Linked DNA regions of Cricetulus griseus: region 1 is linked to region 2. A link is a contact called in public Micro-C data. All regions are on one chromosome and are shown on one strand. Each heading gives the region's core, a stretch centred on a gene start, on an enhancer-like site or on the middle of the called end of the contact. The rest is flanking DNA. Distances are from core to core; before and after follow the strand shown. Region 1 overlaps Ptpdc1 (protein tyrosine phosphatase domain-containing protein 1). Region 2 has its middle 11 kb from the start of Mirlet7d.

Region 1 (3,270 bases), core at 624-3,123, 74 kb before region 2:
GAAAGGCCTGGGATGGATAGCTTCACTGTCATGTGATTTGTTAGACAAAACCACCCCAGTGTATATCCCCTGCCGTGGGATTTCCTACCTGCCTAGGAGCATCCTAGACTAGTATTCAACTCATGTAGGTTTGGGCAACTCTTAGGATAAAGCCAAAATGTCTTTATTCCTGGACATTACATGTTATACCTCTGCAGATATTTATCCTTATACTAAAGATGTGTGATGTCCCCATGAGAAAGCTGCATTGTGTTCACTGCAAACTGGAGGACATGCAGTTCTCAGAGGTTCTGATTTTCATGTATAACTAGATGTTCACAAACTTAGGAATTATGTGTCTGTCTTTTACATTAAGAGTTGTTGGCTGTTGTATTATAGTTAATTGATTCTGGAGTCTTAACAATGAGTAACTAATGAAAACCAAGCCATTATACTGTTGCAGCTGACATCCTTATAGCGTTTGCTTATGTGACAGAGTCACACCGTGGTCTGGAGAAAACACAGACTAGTGTAGACACCATTTGGAAGAATTGTCAGGCAGAGAAGTAGAATGTATGGATGTAATAATCCCCAAAGCAAAACCTTCCCAACCTGGGAGAGGGCTCAGCAAGAATGTCCTGGCAGTGGGTGGCAGAGATGCCAGAGCAGGGCGTTCCCAGGGCAGAGTGGGTGGCGGATCGGATGGAAGCATCAAGAGCTGTTTACCCCAGAGCAGTGCAGGGTCAGGGTTTGGCTTCCTTCATGCCAGAGTGAGGCATGGGGAGGCTCGACCAGACCCTCAGCTTAGTTTTTAAGTCCTCCTCACCTCAGCAGCCCTTTACCTGCCAATTGTGCTGGCTCATCTCTGGGGCAAAGCTGACTCAGTCACAGGAAGGAACTTCCACAAAGATGTGTAAAAGTCTTTGCAGTAATGAATGCTTGAGGGGCTGGGGATGCCGCTTAGGTGGTAGAGCGCTTGCCTAGCATACAGGAAGTCCTGAGTTTGATAGCCAGAACTACATAAAAGCAGCCTGGTGGTATATACTTGTATATACTTGGACGGTAGAGGCCGGAGGATCAAGAGTTCAAGGTCATCCTTGCCTGTATACAGAGTTCCAGGCCAGCCTAGGTTATATGATAACCTGTATTTTTTTTTTTTTAAAAGCAACAAAGAGCTGGCAGGTGTCATTACTATCCTTTAAATGTGCTTGTATTTATGATTTATTAACAGCATTCAGGCTTTAAAGTCACCAAACACTGGCACATAAACGAGTCTTTTCTCATGTGAGTCTTCTTTACTGTCTAGGTGTCCTAATAGCATGTTATTTAGTTTTTGCAACAAGAATGACTGCTGACCAAGCAATTATATTTGTGCGGGCAAAACGCCCCAATTCCATACAGACCAGAGGGCAACTGCTCTGTGTACGGGAATTCACTCAGTTTCTGGCTCCACTCCGTAATATTTTCTCTTGCTGCGATCCCAAAGCACATGCTGTTACCTTAGCCCAGTACCTGATTCGCCAGCGTCATCTGCTTCATGGTTATGAGGCACGACTTCTGAAATACGTGCCAAAGATCATCCACCTAGTTTGCAAGCTGCTGCTTGACTTGGCTGAGAACAGGCCAGTAGTAGTGAAGAGCCAGCTAGAAGGACCTGGCCTCTCTGCTGAAATCGAGAAGACTGTGTCTGAGATGGTCACAATGCAACTGGATCAAGAGTTACTGAGGCAGAACAGTGATGCACCTGACCCGTTTGACCCCACTGCAGTGGTGGCCGAGTTTGAGAATCAGGATGTGAGTCTTTCTAATGAGCAAGACTTTGACCCCCTCTGGAAGAGGAGGGATGCAGAGAGTCTTCAGCCCCTGACGCATCTGAAAAGACAGCTCAGCTACAGTGACTCAGACTTAAAGAGGGCCAAAGCTATCCTGGAGCAAGGGGAGACACCCTGGACAGTGCCTGCCCAGGATTTGCTGGGCCACAGCCTCCAGCACCAGGCGCAAATCAGCAACTGTTTCATACCACCGACTTCAGAGCTAGGTTTAAATAAGGAAGCACTGGTTCACAGTACATTTTCCTTCTGGACTCAGTCAAAGTGCCGAGGCTTAGAAGGACTCAAGGACAATGGGTCACCACTCTTCTGTAGGAAGGACATTCCAAAGGAAGTACAGCGGAGCAGGACCTTCTCTGTGGGTATTTCTTGTCCACACAATCCTGGAGAACCAGTGACACCCAACTTTGCAGGTGTTCATATGGAACCAGAGCAAGTCACCCACAGTCATTGTGAAGCTCCTAGTGGTTGGGTTCCAGGCTCTGTTCAGGAGGATGGGAGGACTCCCTGCAGCCCTCTAAACTGTGGCTCCAGTCCTAAGTCACAGTGCCCACATGTTCAGGAAAGCCAAGGCAGCTCATCCCTGTTGGAAGCAATGCCAGATGATGGTTTTCAGTCTGAACTGAGTGCTGAAGCCAGGAGGATATTGGCAGCCAAAGCCCTTGCAAATTTAAAGGAGTTTGTGGAAAAGGAGGAAGTGAAAAGGAAAGTGGAAATGTGGCAGGTATTTGTATTTCAATTAATTAATTATATATGTACTTAAATATTTATAGAGTATATATACATACATATACACATATATGTAAATGTATATATTCTACACATATACACACACAGAAATGTTTTTGTCAGAACAAAAACACGTAACAAATTTTCCCAAACTTCTCAATTACAGAAATGAGAAGATGGAACTTGAGGTTTCCCAGTATGATGTGAACCTGATGTAGAAATGACCCAGGGCGTTTGTTTAGTTCCAGTTAAATTTCTGTGTTCAAGAATCCACCTGGCATGATGCTTGTTCCATACACGATGTTAATGTTGGTAGCTTTCTTCTAGGGGCAGCCAGGTCTACAGATGGTGATGTTAGGAACTGGCCTGCAGGGTTTTCTGATCGAGGACCATAGTTTGGAAACCACTGGTCCTAGTGACAAAAATAAAGCAATTTACTTCCCAAAGCTTATTGGTACAGGTGGTGAGTCAGGCCTGCCTTCTTGGCCTGCTCTCTCACAGACTTGCTGGCCTCGTTCCAACAGGGTCCCTTGAGGCTTAGAGATAGCAAATGGAAATGACCCCTGTGGTGTGTTATATCTGAGAGGAGGACTCAGAAACCCATTTATTTCTTGGCTCTTAGAGTGTACAGTTTTAAATTTAAACTCCCTTTTTGTGTGCTTTACTCTTAGTAGGAAGACAGTCTTTAGCTGTACTTTCCCCGGAGGAGCACCTTGTCTGGAGAAAAGGAACT
Region 2 (3,572 bases), core at 655-3,154:
AGCCTCTGTAATTGCCTTTTTAACAGCAGTGAGTTTACTGCCCACAAACTTGGAATTGCTTCTTCATTTATTTATATATTTTATGTTTCATCTGTGTTTTGTAGTTTTCAATGTACAAGCCTCAGATTTCTTAAATTTATTCTTGTCCTATCCTTTTTGAATCTAGTATAAACAAAATCCTTTTCTAAAATTTATAGGACACAGTTTATCTGATTGTGTATCAGTCATCTTGAGTGAGATAACCCAGACCCAGAAAGACAAACACAGTATGTATTCACACATAAGTGGATACTAGATGTAAAACAAAGGACAACCAGACCACAATCTTCTTCTCCAGAGAAGCTAGGTTTACAAGGAGGACCTAAGAGGGACACATGAATCACCCTGGGAAGGAGAAATAGATGAGATGTCCTGGGTAAACTGGGGGGTGGGTGGGTGGCAAAGGGGAGGGGATGGGGGATGAGAACATGAGGGAACAGGATGGTGGAGTTGGGGGAGGGGTGGAGTAGAAGAGCAATGAAAGAGATGTCTGGATAGAGGGAGCCATTTTGGGGTTAGGGAGAACCTGGGTGCTAGGGAAATTCCCAGGAATCCACAAGGATGACCCCAGCTAAGACTCCTAAGAATAGTGGAGAGGGTGCCTGAACTGGCCTTCCCCTGCAATCAGATTGGTGACTACCCTGTCATCATAGAACTTTCATCCAGTAACTGATGGAAGCAGATGGGGAGATTTACATCCAAGCACCAGGCCACGCTCCAGGAGCCAAGTTGAAGAGAGGGAGCAAGGAGGGTCAAGAGCACGATGGGGAAACCCACAGAGACAGATGACCCAAACTATGAGAGTTTATGGACTTTAGATTGACAGCTGGGGAGCCAGCATGGGACCAAACCAGGCCCTTTGCTGGTGACAGTTGTGTAGCCAGGACTGTTTGTGGGACCCCTGGCAGTGGGACCAGGATCTATCCCTGGTGCATGAACTGGCTTTTTGGAGCCCATTCCATATGGTGGGATGCCTTGCACTGCCTCGATGTGGGGTGGGGATATGCCAGGGGGGAAGGTTGGGAGGAGGTGGGTGGGAGCAGGAGGAGGGGAGGGCAGGGTAATTGTGGTTGGTATAGAAAATGAATAAAAAATTTTAAATTAAAAAAGATCCGTTATACCATATAGAACCATGTCATTTTCCCTGTTTCTAACTTTTATGTGTGTGCAGTATTTTATTTTTATTTCTGTAAGACAGGGTCTCACCAGATATGTCACCCAGACCAGACTAGTTTCAAATTTAAAATTCTCCCGCCTCAGCCTCCCAAGTACCGGGATTGTAAATGTGTTATGCCTCCACATCTGCCGCCTTTCAAATCTTTGTACCTGTAAGTTGTTCCTCCTGGGGCTCCTCTTCCCTTTTCTTCTCCCCTCATCTTCTATCTCTACCTTCTTGGTTTTTCTGAAACAAAGTCTAGCTACATAGCCTAGGTCGGCCTTGAATAATCTCTTAATCCTTTTGCCCCTGCCTCTGGAGTGCTCGGGGACAGGCAGGACTCCATCTTTCTTTTCCCTCCAGTCCCTGGGGTGCAGTGCATAAGCACTCTACCATAGAGTTAGGTGCCTTGTTTGGCAGGTTCCATCAAGTATTATGAAGTCAAGGGGATTATGAGTTTAAGACCAGCCTGGACTACAAAGTGAGATCCTGTCAAACAAACAAACAGTCACCACCACCATAAAACAGAAGGCCTCATTGCATGGCTAGAAATGTTTTATCACTAAGGGCAGAAAGACATATTTGGTGACTTTTCTCCTTTCTCAGTGGAAGTGCTTAATGCCAGCCACAGCTGTCTCTGAGTTCTGCCAGTCAGAATGCGCCATCAGCTTTCCGTCAGACTTCCTCTGTGCTTAGGCGGGTAAGTTGGGCTTACCTCACTGTAACCCCAGCAGTCCTGCTGATACAGCTATGGGGGAAGTGATGGGGAAACGATGCAGGAGTAGCTCTGCCTCCTCCCAGAAATGCTTCAATGTCTTTGCCTGCAAAGCAATAAAATGTCCTGCCTTGCATGCCTCACAGTTCTTAGTTCTGGAATAATGTGTGTAAGGGAGTTCTATAAAATGTATTTTGGTATGCCATTGATAATGACATAATTCTGTTGATCTCCAACTTCAGTATCCAAGGAACCCAGCTCATTTCTTCTTTGTTACTTCTACTTTATGATTTAGGCCGTCTTTTCTCACCTAGAGCTGCATACATTGACTGAGTACTGAAGCCACTTATACCACCCCTGTCACAAATATATATTCAATGGATTTTTAACTCCAGTTCTTACTATGCATGTGATGTTGGGGAAAAATAGCTCTGTCCCTCATGTTTTTTTTTTTTTGACTGTATGGTGATATGGAGAATTAAATGCTTCTCTCTCTCTCTCTCTCTCTCTCTCTCTCTCTCTCTCTCTGTGTGTGTGTGTGTGTGTGTGTGTGTGTGTGTGTGTAATGTGACTGGCATGCTAGAACTGACTTGTGCAAGTGTAGAACCCACATTTTTATGCCAAAGTTATTGTTTAGAGTCACTGAATTCTGTAGCCTGTAAGTAGTTTTCCAGGGCTCTACCTAACCTCAAGGACATATTCTAAAACACTGCTTTTAAAGTCCTTGTCCCAAACCCTCTCACTTGTCCTAACCCTTTGTTTGCTCCTCAATGCTGAGGACCCTCTACTACTACAGATTAATTATCTTAACATTCAAGGTTCCTGAGGTACTTGAAAAACTTACCTAATATGACTTATTGCTCAGTGTATCTATACCTCAACTATGTCTGGATAATGAGAAAAATTGGCATATGTAAAAACAGAAAGGGCTTTTGATATGTTTTGTTGGGAGGGTATTTCTGGGGAGAAATAATGGGAGGGAAGTTGGTACATGGGAGGAGAACACAGGTAGGGTGTATGGGAAGCACAGGTGGGGTATATGGGAAGGACAGGTGGGGTGTAAGGGAAGCACAGGGGGGGTGTAAGGGAAGCACAGGTGGGGTGTAAGGGAAGGACAGGTGGGGTGTATGGGAAGCACAGGTGGGGTGTCTGGGAAGGACAGGTGGGGTGTCTGGGAAGGACAGGTGGGGTGTCTGGGAAGGACAGGTGGGGTGTCTGGGAAGGACAGGTGGGGTGTATGGGAAGGACAGGTGGTGGGGTGTCTGGGAAGGACAGGTGGGGTGTAAGGGAAGGACAGGTGGGGTGTATGGGAAGCACAGGTGGGGTGTCTGAGAAGGACAGGTGGGGTGTCTGGGAAGGACAGGTGGGGTGTAAGGGAAGGACAGGTGGGGTGTCTGAGAAGGACAGGTGGGGTGTCTGGGAAGGACAGGTGGTGTGTAAGGGAAGGACAGGTAGGGTGTATGGGAAGGACAGGTAGGGTGTATGGGAAGGACAGGTGGGGTGTATGGGATGGACAGGTGGGGTGTAAGGGATGGACAGGTGGGGTGTAAGGGAAGGACAGGTGGGGTGTATGGGAAGCAGCGAGTGGTCCTTGGGGTTGGCTGTTGGGTATGTGAAAGGTGTAAGTAAGGTGAAGATGAACACAGGGATGTCTTCTTTATC

What was found. Hi-C and Micro-C count contacts between places; a contact is called where the count stands out from the background.
Region 1: a Micro-C map of the CHO-K1 cell line shows a contact between it and region 2, with 3 times the contacts expected there. The contact joins two enhancer-like sites. A contact is called at or near these places in 5 of 8 Hi-C or Micro-C datasets (the CHL-YN cell line, the CHO-K1 cell line, fibroblasts and 1 more).

What each region holds. Positions count from the first base shown.
Region 1 is chr3:268,379,889-268,383,158 of CriGri-PICRH-1.0, reverse strand. Ptpdc1 (protein tyrosine phosphatase domain-containing protein 1) reads left to right here. Exons shown (of 10, transcript XM_027409982.2): 7 at 1,286-2,532. Among named protein-coding and RNA genes, the nearest start is that of Ptpdc1, 38 kb to the left of the region's middle. Within about 2 kb of position 1,873, at least 1 of the 6 cell types and tissues checked has open chromatin away from gene starts, as enhancers often do.
Region 2 is chr3:268,305,878-268,309,449 of CriGri-PICRH-1.0, reverse strand. No RefSeq gene overlaps it. Among named protein-coding and RNA genes, the nearest start is that of Mirlet7d, 11 kb to the left of the region's middle. Within about 2 kb of position 1,904, at least 1 of the 6 cell types and tissues checked has open chromatin away from gene starts, as enhancers often do.